Regions from separate parts of the Zea mays genome. Here region 1 is linked to region 2. Evidence: chromatin contacts called from public Hi-C data. All regions are on one chromosome and are shown on one strand. Each heading gives the region's core, a stretch centred on a gene start, on an enhancer-like site or on the middle of the called end of the contact. The rest is flanking DNA. Distances are from core to core; before and after follow the strand shown.

Evidence for each region. A called contact is a pair of places that touch in the nucleus more often than the background predicts.
Region 1: a Hi-C map of leaf shows a contact between it and region 2, with 5 times the contacts expected there. The contact joins the promoter of LOC100272702 here to the promoter of LOC100274557 in region 2. A contact is called at or near these places in 7 of 25 Hi-C or Micro-C datasets (bundle sheath, ear, endosperm and 2 more).

The regions. Positions count from the first base shown.
Region 1 is chr5:58,207,515-58,211,734 of Zm-B73-REFERENCE-NAM-5.0, forward strand. LOC100272702 (Pentatricopeptide repeat-containing protein) reads left to right here and starts at 2,417. Exons shown (of 1, transcript NM_001147155.1): 1 at 2,417-4,220. The coding sequence starts at 2,471. The coding sequence ends at 3,904. LOC100274487 reads left to right here. Exons shown (of 11, transcript NM_001353544.1): 8 at 1-70; 9 at 623-890; 10 at 1,064-1,345; 11 at 1,472-2,162. The coding sequence ends at 1,884.
Region 2 is chr5:57,900,018-57,904,242 of Zm-B73-REFERENCE-NAM-5.0, forward strand. It overlaps LOC100274557, which reads left to right and starts at 1,717. Exons shown (of 2, transcript NM_001148912.1): 1 at 1,717-2,527; 2 at 2,605-3,414. The coding sequence starts at 2,337. The coding sequence ends at 3,325.

The DNA.
Region 1 (4,220 bases), core at 1,167-3,666, 310 kb after region 2:
AGGAACAAAATTTGACCCTGTACCAGTCAGCATCCCTGGAATTCTCATCACAGATGTCAGCAAAACCGAGGTATTATACGTCTAGCAGAACCTTATTGCATATTTGCTTATGATTGCCATGCGTAGGCAACATCATACATAGAAGTATGAAAAAATGAGACTGTATATTCATTAATAGGTCAATAAATATGCAATTTAGTTCTCGAAATGGCATGAATTGGGCAGTGAAAACAATATGGAAAGAGGTGCAACTACTAGAATAGTGGCATGAATTCTATATGGCTGCTGCTTACTGCGCTACTGTAGGATGACAGGGCAGAAAGGTAAAGTACTTATGCATGTTTGGTCCTTGGTATTATTTTCTATTATAATTAGACGCAGTCCTCATGTCGAAAGTTGAAACCATATAGTAGTCTATCAATCTCATTTTGTCTCCAGGACACCAAGAAAGCTTGGTTTTGTGGGCAAACACACCACAAAATTCGTTTTAGCTTAGAGACAATTTTCTCCTCATATATTGTTACTATTACTAATACCTCTCACCTTTCATATCTTCTTTGTTGGTGGCTCATGTGGCTTTGCTGATGTTTTACTGAGATGACATTAAGTTTGGTTCTTGTAGGATCTTATAGACTACTACAATTCTTCCACCGTAAGAGATTGGGCTGGAAGGGCTACAGCCTTTAAAGCAACAGCCGGTATTGCAGATGGTTTGGCACCAACACTATACAATTCAGCTCCCCAGGTTGCGCTGTTCTCTTCTCGAGGACCTGATGTGAAAGATTTTAGCTTTCAAGATGCTGATGTCCTTAAACCAGACATACTTGCTCCTGGCAATCTCATATGGGCTGCATGGGCGCCTAATGGAACAGATGAATCAAATTATGCTGGTAAGCTTTGTATGTAGATCTCTTTTTCCTCAAGGAAGCACCCATGTGATTATCGCCAGCATTTTAGTTCTGCGCTTTTGCCGTCCTTTTGCATATTTTGTGGACTAGTGATTCTTGAGGATATCTTTCTGTGCTTGAACCAATTCAAAATTGTTGTGGTAATATTTTCGCAGGTGAAGGATTTGCAATGGTTTCTGGAACTAGCATGGCTGCGCCGCATATTGCTGGCATTGCAGCACTGATAAAGCAGAAGAACCCAAAGTGGAGCCCCTCAGCAATAAAATCTGCCCTGATGACAACGGCCAATACACTGGACAAAGGGAGCCATCCTCTTAGAGCGCAGCAGTACACCGCATCAGAAATGATGACACTTTCACGGGCCACACCGTTCGATTGTGGCAGTGGCGCTGTTAACCCAAAAGGCGCCCTCGATCCTGGCCTTGTTCTAGACGCAAGTAAGCCAATTACTTTTTCATCGAAATAAGCCGGTCGAAGTTATCGAAATGGCGGTGTCTTGTTGAAGTTATTCAGATGGCAATGTAACATCCCTCATCTAGTTTTGCTTTATCCATGCTTGGCAGGCCATGAAGACTACATCACGTTTCTGTGCTCGATCCCCGACGTCAACCAGAGCGAAGTATCAAACATAGCCGGCTCGGCTTGCAACTCCAACTCCAAGGGACAACGCCCCTTCGACCTCAACATCCCCTCGATCGCCGTCTCTCAGCTTCGAGGCACGGTGGTAGTGAAGCGGACCGTCACGAGCGTGTCCGACGAAACCGAGACCTACACCATCATGACAAGGATGCCGCCAGAGGTCGCCCTGGAGGTGACGCCTCCGGCGGTGACCGTGGTCCCCGGAGCATCACGAGAGATAACTGTGACCCTGACGGCGAGGTCCGTGACCGGCACCTACAGTTTCGGTGAGATTGCCATGAAAGGTGACCGCGGTCACCTCGTCAGAATCCCAGTCGTAGCTATGGGATTCAAGTAGGTAGAAGACGACTGTGACATCTCCTAGGGAGTAGAGGATAGGAAGAGCGAGTTGTGCCTCTGTAATCTGAGGTCTTGAGCTGCAGAGGAACGTTGTATAATTTTTTCATAGGTTGTAGAGAATAAGAGTTGGCACAATGCTGTAAGTGTTATGCATGCCCCCTCCAGGTTGTAAAATATATTTGGGTGCCCTAAATCCTCTGACATGGTGACTAGAGGACCTCTTGTATTGTAGTCCAGCCTTGTTCTGATTCTCTAATGCATGAAGGTTTGAATCTCATCTGGTTTTCTTCTATGTCGTTTCATCCAGAATTTTAATTCGTATTGTGGGCTTAATATTAAAATTCCCCAAATATGGGAGATGTGAAATTTCTTGTCAGGATGGCACAATTTTTGGGACTTTGGGAGGATGCAATGCAAATGGTCTATCAGGGTCCGTTAAACGACCGTGGCCAGCTAACTAGCGATCGAGGCTTCTCGTTCTGGGCGCGATTTTTGATCCCATCGCGAGGCGAACTCCTTGGGCCTCCCCATTCCCAGAAAAAAAAAATGATGGTGACCCGTTCGCGTCGGCTCGCCCCGCCACCATGACCCATAAGCGCCACGCCGCCACCGGCTTGCGCACGGGCGGCACCATACTGCACGCGCTCTCCGCCGCCTCGGCCGCCCACCTGCACGCGCACGCCCTGAAGGTCGGCGTCCTCTTCACCTGCCTCCACCTCTGCTCGGGCTTGCTCAAAACCTACGCGTCCTCCGGCCGCATCGCCGCCGCGCGGCAGCTGTTCGACGAAGCGCCTCGCCGGAACGTCCCGCTATGGAACACGCTGGTGTCCGCCTACGCGCGCTGCGGCCACCCGCGCAGCGCGCTGGCCGCCGCGTCCGCCATGGCGCGCGGCGGCGGCGGCGGCGCGGGGGCCCGGCCGAACGTCGTCACGGTGGCGATCCTGATGTCGGCGTGCGCGAAGCTGAGGAGGCCGGCGCCCGGGCGGGAGGTCCACGGGTACGCGGCCCGGAACGTGGCCGCGCTCGACCTCCACGCGCTCAACGCGCTGGTGCACATGTACGGCAGGTGCGGGCGGCTCAGGGACGCGAGGACGGCGTTCGCCGGCATCGGGGCCGGCGCGAGGAACGCCGTGTCGTGGACGGCCATGATCGACGCGTGCCGCGAGAACGGGCGCCCCGCGGAGGCGCTGGGGGTGTTCGAGGAGATGCGTCGGCTCGCTGGCGCCGAGGTCGACGAGGCCGCCCTGCTCGCCGCCGTGTCGGCGTGCGCGAGCCTGGACTGCGCGGCGGGGCTAGGGGACTGGGTGGAGGCGTGCGCGGCGGAGAGCGGGTTCCTGCGGCGGGGGACGACGAGCGCCCGCGTCGCCAACGCGCTCATACACATGCACGGCAAGGCGGGGCAGGTGGAGAGGTCGTGCGCGATATTCGACTCGATGGGCGCCGCGAGGAGGACGGTGGTCTCGTGGACGGCCATGGTCCAGGCCCTGGCCACGAACGGGCACGCGGTGGCCGCGCTCGTCCGGTTCGCGCAGATGCTCAGGGAAGGGTTCGTGCCCGACGAGGTGGCCTTCCTGAGCGCGATCGGCGCCTGCGCCTGCGCGGGGCTGGTGAGCGAGGGGCGCCGGCTGTTCGAGTCCATGGTGGAGGAGCACCGCATCGCGCCGCAGATGGAGCACTACGGCAGCATGGTGGAGCTGCTGTGCAGGGCCGGGTCGTTGGCCGACGCGTTCGAGTTCGTCCTGGCCATGCCCGTCGCGCCCGACCCTGTGATCTGGCGTGCCCTGGCCGGCGCCTGCCGGGACCATGGGGACGCCGGCTTGGCCAGGAGGGTGATGGATCATGTGATCGCGATGGAGCCCCACCATGCAGGGAACTACCTGCTGGCGTCCAACTTGTGCGCGGCGGATGAGGACTGGGGACGTGTCGTGGATGTTAGGCTGGAGATGGGAGCCAGGAAAGCGACGATCTCGAGGACTGCTAGTGGTGCCGTGTCTTCAGTTCAAGTCAACGGTGAGTGATGACAGAGCTTGGCTTTTACGCATCACCCGGTAGCTTTTCCAACCACGCTACTTCAAGTTCAAGATGCCACTGCCACGTTGTTAATGAATTTTCTCACCTTGTCACCACGTCATTCGCGTGCATTTACAAGTGTTTATATTCTGTACTACTTGTCTAGGCCAGAAGAACCTGGCGAGAGAACTGAGTTTACTTGTCTAGTGCTGCCTAAGATTCGTTTTTTTTTGGGTTTAATCTCTTTTCCTAAACTGTTGACTGAGACGTTAAACCAGATGTGGTAGGAAACCCCCAAAGTCAAAAGATCTGGCGTCCAAAGCC
Region 2 (4,225 bases), core at 467-2,966:
TATCATGTACAACTATCTGTTCCTGACCATATGAATAAAATTGTAACTTGTTCATTTCATTCATTTGATCCAGGAGATAAAAGAAGCTACAGATAAGGGGGAAATTGTGTCTTCTGTGAACAAGATGATTATGAGTAGCTGTAGAATGGCACCTGGCAAACTGAGACAAAAATAAGAAAGTTTAAATAAGTTATTATGTTTTGTGAACTTAGCCTAGTTGTAGGTTGTTATGCTGTTGTTGATTTGGATGGTGTGCTGGAAATTTGATGTTATGTGAACTTAAACTATTTGTGGGCTGCTATGCTATTGATGATTTAGATTGTTTGTTGTTATGGTATGCTATTGATGATTTAGGCGAAGGTCCCAACTTGATTAACCGTTTATCGATCGGTACCACTATAATTCTATTCGTATTAATATCGTTTTCAGATTTTCGGATTTTTTTCGATCGTTTTTGTTACCGGCTATCCCGTTTCGGTCCGTTGTTAAAAAACCAGTAACAGTAACCGTCCGTCCGTTTTCAGGCCTAATCTAATCGGAATGGCAAAGTAGCGACCCCAGTCGCTAGGGGAAAAATGAGAAAATTGGATTTCTGCCATTATGAAACTTCGGATTCGTTCAAATGCCATTATGTAAACACATTTCGTTAATTCGCCATTTTCAAACGCAGACTTACAGACAAAATGCCATCTAGGGGGTTATTTGAAAAATAAACATCTTTTACTATGCTGTCATCAGTTGATCGGACGCTTTTGCCCCTAGAACAAAAACGCCGTTCTCTTTTCTCTTACCCGGGTCATCTCTCTTTTCTTATCCTCTCTCTCCCCTCGGCCAAAATCGACGGCGCCCCACCCACGTCCTCCATGGCGGCGGCGATGGCGGCGGCGATGGCGGCGGTCGCGGCTGCCACGACGGCGGAGGACGAGGCGCGCCTGCTGTGTCTGGAGGAGCACGACGGCGACGGCGCCTCGGACTACCTCTGCCTCGCCCGCCGGCTCCGCACCCGCCGCCCCGCCCACGTGCACCGCGTCGGCCTCACTCTCCTCAACAACGTGGTTATTAGAAGTAGGGGTGACAGTGGGAGTAGTGTGCTGTCAGATGAACTACTACTTTAATGGAGATCGTGGTTATTTTGATGGAGATCGTAGTGTGCTATCAAATGTACTGTTACCTGAAACAGATGTTTAGAAGCTGAAAATGTTGAATCTGTTAGTGTGCACAGGTTACCAGTTTTTTTTATTTGCACAGGTTACCAATGATTTGGAGGGTAAAAACTGAAGTTCCTTGTTTGAAAATGTTTGTCATGTATGCTTTGTAGACTGATGGTGTGGTTGCTATTTGGCAAAATATAACGCATTTGCAGTGAAAGGCTGAGCGGCCGGTGAAAGGCTGGGATGTGGAGTTGAGCGGCGGTGCTTTTGTCCAGGGGCAAAGGCGTCCCATCAAAGTTTTACAGGACACGAAAACAAGGTGAAGTTGCTAATAACCCCCTAAATGGCATTTTGTCTGTTAGTGTTTGAGAATGGCGTATTAACGAAACGCGTTTACATAATGGCATTTGGGCGAATTCTAAGTTTCGTAATGGCAAAAATCCAATTTTCTCGGGGAAAAATATGCAATTTTCTCGCCGGAGGTTGGGAACATCGGCACTTCCGGTGGCGACGTCACCTGAAGACACACACTGCATCCGTTCCACTGGAAGGCAATGAGTGCAATGGTTGAGACGCATCCTCCAACTCCAACCGCCGCTGCCGACGTGGTCTCCATCCTCCGCGGAGCTGACCCCGCCCGCCTCCTCGCCACTTCCGGCATCGCCCCGACGCCCGAGCTGCTCCAGCACCTCCGCCCCGCGCTCCCGACCCTCCCGGACTCCGCGATTCCGGCCCTCGCCCGCTGGGCCGGCGCCGCCACCGCCGTCTCCCTCCTCGCCTCCCGCCGCCTCTTCGCCGCCGCCTGGCGCTTCCTCCTGTTCCAGCCCGCCGCCGCCTCCCCGCCGCCCCCGCTCGCCGCGTTCGCACCGCTCCTTCGCCGCTACGCTCGCATCGGCCGCACCGACTCCGCGGTCCGCACGTTCCGGTTTCTCCAACGCCACCCGGGCCGCTACGCCGTCGAAAGCGATGTCACGCCGTCTGCCGAGGCGCTCTCCCCGTTGATCCTGACCATCGACGCGCTTTGCAAGGAGGGCCACCCTCGCGCCGCCGCGCTGCTCGTCGCGCAGATCCGGCGCGAGGACGACGGGTGGGCGCCCGACGTGCGGATCTACAACATCCTGCTCAACGGGTGGTCCCGCGCGCGCCGACTCGACAAGGCGGAGAAGCTCTGGGCGGCGATGCGCGATGAAGGCGTGCGGCCGACGGTGGTCACCTACGGGACCTTCATCGACGCGCACTGCGTCATGCGCAGGCCTGACCACGCGATGGCGCTCCTTGACCAGATGCGGGAGGAGGGTATCGAGGCCAATCTGCTCACCTGCAACCCCATCGTTTATGCGCTTGCACATGCAGGCCGTTTCGGGGACGCACACAAGGTGCTCGAAAAATTTCCCCTCTATGGCGTGGCTCCGAATATCTCGACATTCAACTCCCTCGTCTTCGGATACTGCAGGCACGGAGACCTTGCTGGGGCTAGTCGAGTGCTCAAGGCCATGCTGGGGCGGGGCATTTCACCAACTGCAAGGACATACAACTATTTTTTCACGGTCTTTGCCAGGAATCTTAGCATCGATCTGGGAATGAACCTCTACGTGAAGATGGTCAGCAATGGCTACGCGCCAGACCGGCTCACTTACCACCTTCTGATCAAGATGTTGTGTGAGGCGAACCGGCTTGAATTAACGCTGCAGATGCTTCAGGAGATGAGAAACAGTGGTTTTGAGCCAGATCTTGCAACCAGCACCATGCTGATACATTTGCTTTGCCGACGCCATCAGTTTGAGGAGGCTTTTGCGGAGTTCGAGCAGATGTTTGAGAGAGGGATGGTGCCCCAGTATATCACGTACCGGATGCTTATGAGAGAGCTAAAGCGGCTTGGTCTAGTCAAACTGGTACAGAAGTTGGCAGATCTAATGCGCTCAGTTCCACATTCCACAAAGTTACCTGGCGGTTACAGGGATAAGGAAGGAGATGATGCTATAGAGAAGAAGAAATCAATATTACTGAAAGCCCAGGCCGTTTCAGACGTTCTGAAGGATTGCAAGGATCCCAAGAAACTGCGCGAGCTCAGAGATCCTGAAGAAACTGACGTCCAAATTGCAGACAGGATTGTAGCCAACATTAGGAGAAGAGTATACGGAGACATCTCAAGGATAGTGCCATCTGTTTCTTGAAACATTGATTTGCATTGTGTAGATGTATCGATATTAATTGCGTGACTATGGTTTATCAGCCAGTTGAATTATTCATAGTGAGTTTTCAGATGTTCTGCTCTGCTTTCTCTGACACTCAAATCATCAAATGATTCAACGTCGCCCTCCCTTTCCTCACCCTGGCGCAGTTGGCAGTTACCATGGTGTGTTCCTAAGTTAGCTGATGTCTCTCCAGTTGCACAGGAGAAGGGGCTGGATCGACGAAAATTTGTAAGCTTTGCAAGAACTCATGCGTCATTGCAACACATAGTGGAAACAATCTCTAGGACACTAATAATGCATGCTTATGGACGAACCCGGAGAGGCAGTTTACGCTTCTGTCCAATTTGATCGTATTGTAACAGTACTACAGTAGTGTTGATTCAGATGATTGTTCAGACCGACAGAGCATCGACACTAGATGAGGCAGTTGAGTACTCGAAGCCCCTCCAAATGCAAGACCATGTCTGAAATTGCACTTCCCTGCATACCTGCAACATCGACACTAGACGGTCCGCGAGAACGCTAAAAATGCATTTTACCAAACCCGTCAGTGTTAACATATGTTTTTTAGTGTTCCTGTCCGAGGCTCACACTTTGTCGCGGACGGTTCGTCGCAAGGGTCTAGACGGTCCGTGCATAGGTGAATTTCCAAAACACTTCTCCTGTCCGAAATAATCTACGGTATTTCGGACAGTCGGCTTAGAATTGATGCATATGAACTTTATGCACATGAGAAATGATCGATTAAGCAAACTAGTTAGTCCATGAGATTTGTGATAGGCATCAAACATCATTTCCCTTTCAATCTCCCCATTTTTAGTGATTGATGCCAACACAAACCAAAGCAAATACAAAGTATAGAAATGTAGCTAGTTTACA